Linked DNA regions of Mus musculus: regions 1 and 2 are each linked to region 3. The links are chromatin contacts, called in public Hi-C and capture Hi-C maps. All regions are on one chromosome and are shown on one strand. Each heading gives the region's core, a stretch centred on a gene start, on an enhancer-like site or on the middle of the called end of the contact. The rest is flanking DNA. Distances are from core to core; before and after follow the strand shown.

Region 1 (4,830 bases), core at 1,134-3,633, 700 kb before region 3:
AAATGTGAATTACTCAACATTGTTACTATCTGACTAACTTTAGAGTAGCAATGTAACTGCTGCGATTACTTTAAAAAAAAAAAAAGCATAGGCCTAATTATAAAACCTGAGGAATTATGGTATTTCTAAAATATCAGTAGCCTTTCCCCTATACTAGCTAGACTTACTAAGTGTCAAACCTATTAAACAAACTTTTCCTTCCTAGACCATGTAACAATAATCTGGACCTGTCTGGATACTTATTTTCACAATCTGTACAATACCCTGTGCTTATTGTCCGGCTGGGAATCCAATCCCTGGATTGCAGAACTCCTCTACTTCCTCTTTTCTTTCTTTTCTTTTCCTTCCTTCCTTCCTTCCTTCCTTCCTTTCTTTTTTGTTTTTCAAGACAGGGTTTCTCTGTATAGCCAGTCCTCTCTGTCCTGGAACTCACTCTGTAGATCAGGTTTGCCTTGAACTCAGAGATCGACCTGCCTCTGCCTCTGCCTCTGCCTCTGCCTCTGTCTCTGTTGTGATGGGATTAGAAGTGTTTACCACATTCTTCTTCTAATACAACTGCCTTCTGTGGATCCTTATAAGTATGCGATCCTGTCCCTATCTGAGCACCATGGCAATCTCCATACAACTAACTACTCCCTTTTTGCCAACTGACAAACCCTCCTGTTAAAGAGACTGCCCAGCTGATCTGAGCTTAAAGGTAACAACAGCTCAGAAGCTTGGAACATCAGAATGAGCACTTTTTAAATGTGAAAAGAGGGGGAAAGATAACATAAATCCTGTATGACTGGGTGTGTGAGTGACCAAAAGAGCAAAAGTGAGAGGGGGAGAGGGGAGAGCACCAAGTCATGAATTACTCTGATGCAAATGATTTTACCAGAAGGCAAAAGAAAAAGAGAAACCGTGAAACACAAGTTCTAAATTAACTCTGGAGTGTCACACTCTCTACCTGGGTGTGGAGCTCTCTGGGTGTGTGTGTGCTCAGGAGTAAAACAGTGTGGTCACGTGGTAGTTCTTTTCCTTTCCTTTTTTTGAGACATCTCCACACGGACTTTCCCCACGGCTGTCTGCACACTCACCAACCGTGTGTGAGGATCCCTTTCTCTCCAAACACGCTTCACCAACTGTTGAGATTGACTGGTGATAGCCACTCTGACTGGGGAGAGGGAATGCTATCTCAAAGTAGTTTTAATTTCCATCTCACTATATCTAAAAAATGAACAATTTAAGAACAGCCATTATCCACTTGTGTTTTTAGTGTGTGTGTGTGTGTGTGTGTGTGTGTGTGTGTGTGTGCCTTTCTAATGTCCCCTTCTGTATATGGTGACAGTGCTAGTAAGAAAAAAAGATCCTGAAAGCAGGCAATCTATGACTGCTCTGGGACTGAGGGCCCTGTGCCTGGCTAGGGAAGATCCCTGTAGTCTGCTTACTGCCTACTTTATTTTGAGACAGTCTTGCTAATAATGAGGCTAGCCCTAAAACTTCTGACCTCCTACTTCAGCCTTCAGGGCAGCTGGGATGCAGACATGTTCATACCTAAGAGAAATAACTTTGAGCTTGTGCTTTTACTATGTGAGAGAAAGCAGGCGGGATAGTGAAGACTGAGGAGAACATAATTTTTTACACTGACAAGCTGTACATAAACACAAAAATTAAGACTAAAGTTCATACTAAAGCTTAAAACACTCAATGCTCTCAGTGCTCTGTAGAAAATTCTGTTTCGGCCAGTCCTAGCTTTGCTCTTCTTGAAAAGCATTACTATTGCTTAAATTATTTCCCAACAGTGCTCAGAAAGCTTTTTGTATACTTTTTGGTTTTGATTGTCACATATCTTTTCTTATGGAAATCATTAGGGCACCTTACTAAAAAGATGAAAATTACTTACTAAAAGATGATTTTAATGAAAGTAAATAACATCCTTCCAGACCAAAAATTCTGTAAGTGCCATAGTTACAAGGACACACATTACCATAGTTACAAGGACACACACATTGCCATTCCACTGTGGCTAAGAGTCACGGAGCCGTCCCCCTCTCCTGGGAACCAGCACTCAGAGCAGCCAGAGGGACCGGTCTAACAGTTCCAACTCAAGGGAAAGGATCTGGATTCACCTAGCATCATGCCTCCTCCTACAGGAAGAGTGTAAATTAAACAGTGCATGCACTGCAATACCAAGTACACAGCCAGGAACTCAGGAAGTCTGCTCTATCACCGATTACAATCCAGGTGTCAGGCAGCTTCTGAAGAAACCAAAGAGTAAGAGTACCATGTAAGTCAGTACTACATAAACTAGTCTGTCCTTCACAGACCCCGGGATTTCCTGAACAGCACAAGTGTCAGTCATCCCGTGCTCTGAGAACAAACAAGCCCTTGGCAGTTATGAAATTCTATGCTCCCATCGCTGGCTGCAGGCAGTTCCTCATCGTACAACAACACAGGCCTCCACTAACTCCACTGTCTCAGCAGGCCAGGCAGGTTATAATTGGCCTTAATTGGCACTTAAAGCAGCTTTAACATTCCTTAGCTGCTGCCAAGGAACACTTGAAAGGGGAAGAAAGTATTTTCAAACTTGGAAATACCAAGCAATTCATTCAGCTGAGGGCCTCAAAGACTAGAGTTAGAATCAGGTTAGCTTCACCAAAAAACAGAGCTATGCTATTATGCAATGCTCATTAGGAGAGGTGGGAAACGAAGTTTATATGAGATAATTCACCTTAGGGGCTAATCCTACACAGTAGCTTTACTCTGCCTTACCTCTTCTGATCTAGCAAGAGATGGCTTTTCAGGGCCAAATCACACACTTCATGAATGTAAGGCAGACAATACATTATCCCCCATGGTCTGATTTACAAAGGTGTGTGAACCACTGTCTGATCCCTAAGCTTCGTTATCAATTGATGGACAAACATGAACAGTATTAAGAGATAATGAATTACACCAAATGAAAAGAGGATGCTGAGACCAGAAAAATGATGACGTATTTCCTTGGCCTTGCAATTAATCTTGCTGAACGCTCACTCCATGTTACACACTGCAGGAACGAATCCCAGATTGAACAATTCCACTTTCCCACCCAAGGTAAAAGCCATACAGAATGTTTACAGAAATTCCCTACAATACTAAAAATTACTTTGACTTGTTAGAGTATTTTAAAGTCACTCATTTTGAAATAATTCTTTGCCTCGTGTGTGTGCCTGCGTGCACGTGTGTATAAGAAACAATGTGAGAGACTTTAGAAAAGTACATAGAAATTCAGAAAATAAATCCATCACCCCCCCCATAGGATTAATATTTGGTATGGCTAGTAACAACAGACACAACGAACCTCCATCCTTTTGTAAATCCATCTAGTAGCAGCTAGCATCAATGCAATGACTACTAATTCTGACCCAGAATCCTTTCTTGAGACTCTCACACAAGGCACTATCACTACACTTACACATATGCCCAAGAGTGGCTTTGTTCAAAGGGTCAAAGACAAAAAAATAATCCGGAAGCCCATGTCAGGCCGTGGAAGCTGCAGCATGGCCATTCTTTAAAAGTAGTGGGGACTGTTAAAAACCTGAGAACAAGCACCAGTACTGCTAAGTAGACAGCAGCAATGTGCAGAACACGAGCACTTTGTCACTCTGTTACTAAAGTACCTACTAACAAGACTCCTAGTTCTGCATGAGAAAACAGCACAGGGATATTCAGTTCTTTGATAGTTCCGAGACTCGATGGGCTCTTATGCAGTTAGAGTCAGGAAAGCAGGGGAAGGCTGAGGAGCACGTTTGGGATGACGTCACTTTGCTTATTTACATAAAAGGTAACACACACTGCTTTTATGACTCAGGGTTTCACTCTATATTCCAGGCAGCCCTTGAACTCAGTATGGATCCCTCCCAGACCTCCAATTTGGAATAACCCTCCTGCTGCTGCCTCCCCTCCCTGGTGTAGGGATTATAAGTGTGCATCACTCCTCCTGGCTGAATTTATGTATTTAACACACTCAACAAAATACCTTTTTTTAAAGGTTGCTTAACAATTCCAAGTATAAACAAATTTATGCGCAAGATCACCACTCAGCAGCGCCTGTCAGTCCACAGCCTAAGTTGGATCTGTGGGACCCACATGGTAGACGGAGAAAACCCATCCCTGCAACCTGTTCCTAGACCTCCACATGCTGAGGCACACACGCACCCAACATAAGCATAGACAAAACAAATAGACTAAAATGTGGTCATTTAAAAAATTCTCCAGGAAGGGAACTTAAGAAGCCTGAGCTGCGAGGAATGTGCGGCAGCAGTAAACAGCCGCTTCACGAAGGAGCCGCTCCCTTCCTCTGTGGGAAGCGCATTACAGCAACAGGTACACAGAGGAGCACAACAGAACCACAAACAAAGAGACCCATTTGCAACTCTGGCAAACTTTCTAAAGCTCACTGTAAATCTTTACTATTAGGAATTTGGACAATTAGATAATTTAGCATAGCAATTACAAGAGGCAATGAAAACTAAATTTACTTTAGTTTTTTGTTTGTATGTTTTCTGCATCACAGAACATTTAATTCACATCAAGCCTCAGACACTGTGATCATATTGGCCTCTTCCACTGGTCAGCAGGAAGCCCTTCCACCAATGGCTCCCATGGCTTCCACTGCAACATTGTTCTTCCAGACTTAGTTCATTTTCTGCCTGAAGAATCACCCTGATGCAAATCTTATAGTTTTTTAACATCTGTTTCCGCTTTGACTGTACCCAGTTTCTCATTGGTGATCTGTGTTATTTTCTATAGGATGCATGTTTAGGGACGCGCTGGTATTGTTAGCCCCTCATGTGGAGTGTCTCACGC
Region 2 (4,731 bases), core at 1,182-3,681, 620 kb before region 3:
TACCTGGCTGAGGCATAAAATATGAACTAATGCCTCATAAGTATATATATATTAGTTAACAGACATAACATTCTTTAAATTTTCTCTCTATACACAAATATATGTATGTCTGCATATACATGTATGTATATACATACAAACACACTCACACACACATACACATCTACATCACATACTCATACTTAGGAAGCAACAGATCTTCTACATAAATCAGACCAGAAAATTGGCTTCTTTACTATAAAAATAAAAGTTATGTGTGCTGTTTACTTTGGGTCTGTCAATCAGTGAATGTCACTAATGTGATTTTCCAGATAATCATATGAATGAATGTACATACACATTTCACACAGTGACTGATATATGGTTGATGGTCCTTCCCCTTGTTTCCCTTCCCTATCCCAATAATCCCTCAAGTTCTGGCATCATTCTGCCTGCAAAAAACAGCGGGGCTCACAGAGTGGCTTCATTACAAAGGGTGCTGTCCGACCTTTGAAGTAAACTATCTGAAATGTTAGAAGCCAGTGCTTTCCCACTCCTAAGAATCTTTGCTGACTGCCTTTTGGATCATGAATTCTGGTCAAGATGGATCTCCTTCACTGAACTAAGGAGCTGCAGACACAGGCTGGCACTAGTGACCTACCATCTATCTACTTGTACAGCTCTCAGGTTCATTTGGCCATATGGTCTTATTTGTAACCAAACATTAATGTGCCCTCCTCTACAGATCCCAGAATACTCCCTATATTTTGTAAGACAACAGATAGACGTCTGAGAAAGATTTGTTCCTTCTGAGGCCATCTGAACACAGACTTCACCTACCCATAGCATTCCATGTCTTATTCACAAACACATTCAAAGAATTTTACCAGCCTGATTTCATAGTGACCTTTCACACTAATTATACAGAGCAATTCCATGACACAAGTTCCACTATACAATAAACAATTAATGTAACTATTTTATTGCCATTCATTTAAGTATCATTATACAAAAACAAAAAACAAAAACAAAATAAAAACCCTCTCCTTTGGAGATTTTCCAAGATGAAAGAGAACATAAATACGGTCATACTTTACCTCTGTATTACACACATAATTAAATATCCTTTTGGATTTCTAATTCCTGTTCAATCTTCAATCATAGTACCTGCTTGTTAGCAGGGCAAACTTTTCCTAGAGTACCTTTCCCCTTAACTTTATAAAGGGTGTCATCTTAAACAGCAAGACAAAAGTTTATGCTATAATTGGCAATGTGCTGGTATATTTGACTTTACATTCTGGTCAAATATGGCACTGCAGAGTTTGCAGTACTTGAGCTAGAAAAAAATCAAATGCTGGGAAACAATTTTAAGAAATCTCTTTTAAATTTTAATCATAAATGGTTTTTTAAAAATGAGATTCTTAAATATTGAAGGAAAAGCCAATTTTAAATGTTATTCAACAGTATGAAAATGACAAAATTATAAGGTTGGAAACTAGGTGGCTGGAAGGTAGGAGCTGGGAGGTACTGAGTACAGGCCAGCCTAAGGGACAGCACAAGGCGACATCTGCAGGGTTAAGGTGGTTGTGCATCTGGTCTGGAAAAGTGACTACTTGAAAATACTCAAGTGACAGAATCACGGTTCAAGTGCTGCCTGCCACTGTAAGTTTCCAGGTTTTGATACTGTGCTACAGATAGAAGCACACAAGCCTTTTAAAACATTTTATTGTCTGACTTTCTGAACCTAAGTAGATTGATTATCTTGATAGAGATGTAGAGATAATGAGGAAGTAGAAACAGAATACTAGCCTTGTTCTGGCTCTCAGATTTACTGTTGGTGACAATGTCAACGCACATTTTGTCAGCCAATGTGGATGTCTCACAAAGGAGTCAGCAATACATACACTGTGTAAGAAACAATTTAAACAATGTTTAAAGGTTTTGTTGTATTTTAAATTACATAAGATGTTTCATTTAAAGCAGAGAGCCATGAAGAGCATGCTTTATGAGTTAAGAATGAGAGTGTGGTTTTTGTCTGCTACTCAAGGTTCCACTGAGCCTATGATTACATGTCATTTTCAAGATATATTATTAGAGGGACATGATTACCAAGTGATTTTTGTGTGGAAATGAGGACAGCTTCAATAATTCAAACCTGATTAAGTCAATAAAAATTTTCTACAATGTGACAATAAAAATGTAGAGACAAAGTGACCTCCCGTAGCTGGCTTATGTCATTTAAACACACTCAGTGTAGAAAGATTCAGATGTTTTTATCCCAGATTGGAAGCACAACACTCTAGGATGATAACATGAATACAAGCCCCTGGTTCCTATGTCTCATCATAACTAAGCTCAAGCTCCATTTCTGAAGAGTGAATGGAAAGAGGGCTAGCAGCACTTCCTAAATACCTTCCTGTTCACTCCTCTCTATGTGATGCAACGTGACCTACATTTCCTGTGCCCATTGAGACTCCGTGGGAGGGGGAAGAGGAGAGTTCTTCATTTCTCTTATCCTCTGATTAACTAGGACAGCAAATGCCACTCAAGGGACTGCTGCTGGGCTGAAGCAAGGGAAAAGTCATGCCAGTAGGAAATTCCAGGGAGGACATTTGGGGTGCTGCTTCTTGGGTTCTGCAAACTCAGTGCTACAGTTTTATAAGACAACTGCCACGGAAGAAACACCCCGCTTTCCATGAGCATCAGCTGAGAATCAGCGCAGAATGCTACTTCCCTTCCTTCAGGCTCTCAGCACGGCGAAATTAAACTTGAATTATCAACTCTTATCCTGGACAGAATCATTTCTTTATACTTAATTTACAAACAAACACGTAACAAAGACTGTATAGCATGTTCTCAAAAGCCCCACAGCCAGTTTCTCCTGTAACTTCTTTTCTAAATTTCTAATATTTATCTTGTTGTTTGTTTCTTTAATGAGGGCTGGCATCAGGGTCATCTCCGGAAGTTAAAGAACAATTTGAGAGAGTGAGTTATGTCCTTCTATCATGTTGGTCAGAGACTGAACTCAGGTCTTCAGGCACTTACTACTGAGCCATCTCACTGCCCACTCCCCTAGGTTATTAAATAAATATGGTACATTTGTCACAGCTAATGAAGTAATACCAACAGGTTGTATTTTATTTTATTTATTTTCTTCCAGAAAATATATTTTTTTAAGGTCTGTGCAGCAAATAGAATTGTATATACTTACTGTGTGATCATGGTACAATTCATGTGCATTTGCTATGATTAAAATGGAACGAAGGAACATACCACCACCTCCCTGTTCATCATGTTTTGTGTGATGAGAACACTGAAGATCCTCCCTAGTGACTTTCACATACATGTTACTAATTGCAGTCACTGGACCTTACAAGCACAGACCCTCTGAATGTATCGTGTTCATCAGAGTTGAAAGCTGTCAGAACTCTTGGCATGCTTGTTGTCCTATTCCCTCCCCCAACTCTCAGAGCCTGACAACGACCACGGTGCTGGTTCTTTATGTTCAGTTTCCTTATATTCAACATGAAATGAAGTTAGATAATATTTGTCTTTCTGTGCCTGTACTATGGGAACAGGAAGGAGTTCCTTTAAAGGTAGATAACTATTCTGTTGTACACATACCCCATATTCTCGTACAGGACATACTTTTTGTTGTTGTTCCTTTGGCTATATACCCAGAGTAAGATTACAATAGAGTATGGTAGTACTTTTGTTTATTTGGTTGGTTTCGGTTTCTGGAGACAATATTTCTCTATACAGTCTTGGCTGTCTGGGAACTTGCTCTGTAGACCAGGCTGGCCTCAAACTCACAGAGATCTGCCTGCTTTAGCCTCCCAAGTGCTGGGAGTAAAGGTGTGTGCCACCACACTCAGCTGTTTTTTATTTTATTTCAGGGCACATTTGAAGCCATAGTTTAAGAAATCACTGCTTAGGATAATATCAAAACTGTTTTCTCCATTTCCATATAAAACTCCTCTGAAGGAAATCACTATGTACAGCTAACAGTTAAGGGACAGGTAATTAGTTATATTCTCCCTCCTCAAGAGTACATTATTTGCATAAATCATTTGAAACTCTTGGTATTCTTTTACAAGAAAAATTTGTTCAGCACATTCTTTCTCATATTTGAATTTATACATTTCTCATGGTTTAGATATATAGATTTCTGTGTTCAATTTGGACTATCTGTAGAGTTTCAGAAGCCAGAAAGGACCCATAAGAAGCGGAGGTCTCGAAGGGTGATGTGATATGAACGTAGTGGAAATGTTGGGAGTTAAAGGTTTAGGCAGGGATGAGGGTGAGAACAGGAAAAAGGAAGGAGTGGGGAGGGTTAATCACAGTTAAGTATGAAAAGCCCTCATGGAAATCCACTATTTTGTATGCATTTGAAAAATATAATCTTAAAAAGGAGTTAGGACACAGGCACCCCAAATAAATGGACAGTGATTCCTCCAGAAACCATGGGTTATTACATGAAAATCTTAGTTCCAGGAGTGGGATGCCTCCCTCTGGTTATTCATCAAGGAAGCCCCCAAAACAACACAAGCTGATGTCATTGCTCTTGGTTTCTACCAGAGCCAGAGAGTAAGACACCATTACCGGAGACAATGTACACTTTACTGTCAGGACAAAAGGAAATCACAATGAAACTGACTCGAAGATACTCTCCCCAACCCCACTGAAAAGCCCTCACAGTGCTGAAACATGCTATCCAGGCTGCTGGGTAAGAAAGCATCACTGCTATTTCAT
Region 3 (4,423 bases), core at 586-3,085:
ATAGGTTAGTGTTAGAAAACTCTGACCACAGCTGCCCTCCGTGCTGTATTTGCTCTAGATTAAGCATCCCAAATTTTCATGAATGTAAATTGTTTCTCCTGATAAAGTTTTCTTTCGTTCATAAGAATCCTCTTTATTATAACGTATCACTGTCTCAACTGATAAAGTCAGTGAACTTGTGCGAAGGGTGATAGAGTCTGGGTGGAAGGAAATAGGTTTGCCTGAACATACTCATTGCTGCTTCCTAATCTGGACCTGACACAAAAGCAAAGACTTCATTGACGCCTAGATTCTCGGTACCGAGAGCATTGGTTCTCAACCTTACTAATGTTGCAACCATGTGGTACAGTTCCTCATGCTGTGGTGACCCCCAACCATAAAACTATTTCTCTGCTTTTTCATAACAGTAATTTTGTTACTGTTATGGGTCATAATATAAATATCTGCTATGTGACACACAAAGGAATCACAACCCACAAGTTGAGAACCACTGGTCTAGACCATGTTTGAATGCCTTGTTAAACAATCTGTCACATGCTGATAGAACATCTCACCTCAACTGAAACCTACAATGGCCCAGTAAGTACATATAATTCTGTTTTATCCTTAAGGACAGTGATAGTCATGCATACAGAGTAAATTGGGTGCATTATTGAAAAAGTTCATCTTGAAGTAACAACTCACATCCATATGCTCTACCTGTCAAGCCCTGAATACAAATCACCTTCCCTACAAAAAGGGAGTAAGACAACTGAGCTCATTGTGCTGCTCAGCCAATCCCCAGCTCTGGCCTTTAGGATAATCCTGAACACACACAGCAACCTGGCCTTCACATCCAAAGGAAAAAACATGGCTATTAAGACTTGTTCACCTTCAGTCTTCTTTAGCACTCAAAGGAGGAGGAGTGTGTAAACTGTGAAGTACAATTGAACAAGACTACCATGTCAACTCCTCATGGAAGCCCTCCTTGAGTCTCTGCTTCCCTTAGCAAAGCTAGGCTGAATTGTTGCTCAGCACCAGTCCATTGTCCCTGCAGCACGTGCTACAGTGTGATTCTAGAGTACTTGTTTGGTTACTCGGCACGCAACCATCACCAGACGGCACAGACTTAACACATATGTAACTTCATTGGTTCATTTATTATTTCCAAAGAGGTTTGGCTATATATAGACATCAAGTTTGGCAATAACATAGGTTTATATTATTTACTGAACCCACAAGTAACACTAGAATGAAGAAACAGCTGTACTCTTTACAGAGGGACACCTAGTATCTAAGTTGGCGACATCTATTCAGTGATCACTTGATTGGGTGAGGAAGGCTCAGGGACTCTGGTGGCACAGCGGGTTTCCTTGAATGTTCTCTATGCACTCCTCAGGGCTGTGGTCTCATTGTAGTTTCACAACCTGAAATATCTCTGCTTGTGTTCACTTGGGGAAAAAGGGGGAAGTGAGACTCTAGGGCTTCTTTCTGTCAAGGGATAAAGGGACAGGCAAGTGAGTACTTCCTCTTCACCCCCTTTAAGAGTTGTGTGTTGGCAAGCACTAGTAATGTCTAGTCATCTCCAAAGCAATCATTAGAAGTAGTCTAATAATAGCCAATTTTTAAGCTACCCGATAAGGGTACTAATTTCTTAGTCCTCAAAACAATATGATGATGTCTATACTTCTTCCATTGTACCTTTTCAAGGGAGTCACTCCCACTATGAATCCATAGTTCCATTTTGCATGTCCTAGATAGCAGGATTCCCATACCACTCTCTTAGTGCCACCACTCCCTGTATCCTGCATGGCAGGAGTCACACAGTACTGCATACATCCTCACACAAATCTCATTTGGCAATCACACAAAAACAGCACTTGCTCTTGTGACTGGCATCCTTCTTTCTCTTGGCTAGATTACTCATGCTTCCTTCTGAAAACCACAAAGTTTCATTTCCCACAGTCTCAATGTGTAACCTTATTTGTCCCTGGTCAAGGGATGGGCATCAGATAACCTAGATACAGGAAAATCTCTGAGATTGAATAGAAAATTGGTACTGAATAACCTAGAGTTGGCCCCCATACCAATCCCTGATTTCTTTCAGTATTTACTCACTATTTGTTATGTGCCAACAATACATGTCCTGCCTTCGTGGAGTTTATATTCCACAGACAAACCCAGGCATGCCATCCTGGTCCTGGATGTCAGCAAGTGTGAGAGACAGAAAGGAAGAGGGAAGAAATACAATGTGTATACGGGTCTCCATGATATCATGTAGGTGAAAATACTTCTTGAGATGCTGGTCCCAACATGTAAATTGTCATGTAAACAGTGTTCTAGGCCAAAGGGTGATAACAGGAGGTGCCAGGGTCCTGAGACATGAATAAGTTTCATTGAATGAAATCAAGTGGTTAGCACACATGCCTCAAGCAGAATGCTGCTCTGTACATTTGGGCACATGTCCCAGGGTTCTGATAATGTTGTAGGCCAAGATCAAGGCTGTTGGATTTTATATTTAATGTAACAGAAAATCATTAATGGGTGCAAGGAGAATAGGTATGTTACTATTCTTTGGTTTTTGGTTTTAACAAATAATTCTTCTGGTTGCCTCATGTATAACAGTGTTGTGTCCATGGTAAGAATTGAAACTGGGATAAAAGTGTCACTGCAAAGACTCAGTTAGGACAGAAGGCATTGTACTGGCTAGTTTTGTGTCAACTTGACACAGCTGGAGTTATCAAAGAGAAAGGAGCTTCAGTTGGGAAGATGCCTCCATGAGATCCAGCTGTAAGGCATTTTCTCAATTAGTGATCAAGGGGAAAGGCCCCTTGTGGGTGGGACCATCTCTGGGCTGGTAGTCTTGGGTTCTGTAAGAGAGCAGGATGAGCAAGCCAGGGGAAGCAAGCCAGTAAAGAACATCCCTCCATGGCCTCTGCATCAGCTCCTGCTTCCTGACCTGCTTGAGTTCCAGTCCTGACTTCCTTGGTGATGAACAGCAGTATGGAAGTGTAAGACAGATAAACCCTTTCCTCCCCAGCTTGCTTCTTGGTCATGATGTTTGTGCAGAAATAGAAACTCTGACTACGACAAGCATTAATGTTCACACTGGAGTTGAAAAGTACCCAGAATCGGCATGCAGGATGAAGTAACCATGGAGAGTGTTTGCTAGTGAACCAGATGCTGCAATAACTGGGGAAAGGGTTTGCTGGTGGACTAGATGTCAGTCTGAGAGGACAGTAATGGTGCTGGTGTGTGTTTTGATGACAATATTTGGGGATAAAGAGCTCATTATAAAAAAGACATTGGTGGAGTTTGGGGGGATGCTACAGTTTTATTTTGTGAATATGAATCACAAAGTGCCTACCGTCCACTCAGGTAGAGAGACCACATGCATCCATGCACAGACCATGATATATATTTGACTGATTACAGACAGTGGCTACCTCTTGCCACTCCAGGTCACTGGAGATGTGTCTGTGATTCAGCCTGCTTCTTTGCACTGTTGCTGTATCTGTACAATTGGAGTCTGGCCGGAGCTCATCTTGTACACATTTCCATCAACTAAAGTGAGTTTCTGTTTCATACAAGCAAGACACTAATGGGCACTATGACTTCCAAGGTAATAAAGAGTAGAGGTGGCGCTGGAGGTGAACCCAGAAGTCCAAACATGAAAGAGCTGGACTCTGAACTGCATCCAAAGCAAGATGGCTTCAAAGGCTGGGGCCATGGATGCTTTCCACAGTGATCACACCGTGGCAAAGAAGGGCAAAGACTTCAAAGAGAAAAGGGCATCTCTGCAGAAGAGGCATCAGCTGCCAACCTCAAATTTCAGGACGCATGGCACAGCAGCTGTCTGCTTTACTTTGCTGAAAGAGAATGGGGACATTCACAGGTGACCTCCAGCACAGTGCGCACAGTGAAGCCTTTGGTTGACATCTCCTGAAAATGTTATTCCATATAACATTTCTTATTTATTTGATTTTGTGTGTGCATATGTGCAGGGTGTTTCTCTCTCTCTCTCTCTCTCTCTCTCTCTCTCTCTCTCTCTCTCTCTCTCTCTCTCTCTTGCTGATTGTCTACCCAGTGGTGTCAACTTTCACCTTGGTCCTGCTGGGCACCTTGCTGATTTCTCACTCTACTGCAAACATTGCTTCTCCCGTTTCTAAAGCTGCTTACAGGTTTGTAGCAAAACAAATGTATTTTCCATTCAAAAAATAATAAAATGCAAGCTTCAATCTAGGATAGCCAACTTTAGAATCTGTTCTTACATTGCATATGGTATAGCCCCCTTAAAGAAGCCAAATATTTCCCATTTAAAGCACCAGGCAGCTCTACTAGTATGAATAGGAGATAATGTAAGAGGATCTAGAGCAGTGTGTTCAAGTTGGCTAACATTAGACGCTGCTCTAGCTAGTCTTGACTGTCCAGCTGATTGGACTTG

What was found. A called contact is a pair of places that touch in the nucleus more often than the background predicts. Capture Hi-C pulls out chosen DNA fragments and counts their contacts.
Region 1: a Hi-C map of peritoneal macrophages shows a contact between it and region 3, with 4 times the contacts expected there. The contact joins two enhancer-like sites. A contact is called at or near these places in 1 of 484 Hi-C or Micro-C datasets (peritoneal macrophages), 4 of 115 datasets of contacts at active chromatin or transcription factors (embryonic stem cells, microglia and stem cell-derived neural progenitor cells) and 1 of 9 other capture datasets (embryonic stem cells).
Region 2: a capture Hi-C map of bone marrow-derived macrophages shows a contact between it and region 3, with 7 times the contacts expected there. The contact joins two enhancer-like sites. A contact is called at or near these places in 1 of 115 datasets of contacts at active chromatin or transcription factors (microglia) and 1 of 9 other capture datasets (bone marrow-derived macrophages).

Annotation. Positions count from the first base shown.
Region 1 is chr14:14,062,539-14,067,368 of GRCm38.p6, reverse strand. All of the region lies in intron 4 of Atxn7 (ataxin 7), which reads right to left. It also overlaps the pseudogene Gm31222. Among named protein-coding and RNA genes, the nearest start is that of Atxn7, 52 kb to the right of the region's middle. Within about 2 kb of position 2,383, at least 81 of the 459 cell types and tissues checked have an H3K27ac peak or open chromatin away from gene starts, as enhancers often do. A contact at or near this core is called in peritoneal macrophages, where this site is marked.
Region 2 is chr14:13,979,196-13,983,926 of GRCm38.p6, reverse strand. It overlaps a transcript of Atxn7 not described here. Among named protein-coding and RNA genes, the nearest start is that of Thoc7, 20 kb to the right of the region's middle. Within about 2 kb of position 2,431, at least 59 of the 459 cell types and tissues checked have an H3K27ac peak or open chromatin away from gene starts, as enhancers often do. A contact at or near this core is called in bone marrow-derived macrophages and microglia, where this site is marked.
Region 3 is chr14:13,358,848-13,363,270 of GRCm38.p6, reverse strand. It overlaps a transcript of Synpr not described here. Among named protein-coding and RNA genes, the nearest start is that of Gm5087, 76 kb to the right of the region's middle. Within about 2 kb of position 1,835, at least 63 of the 459 cell types and tissues checked have an H3K27ac peak or open chromatin away from gene starts, as enhancers often do. A contact at or near this core is called in bone marrow-derived macrophages, microglia and peritoneal macrophages, where this site is marked.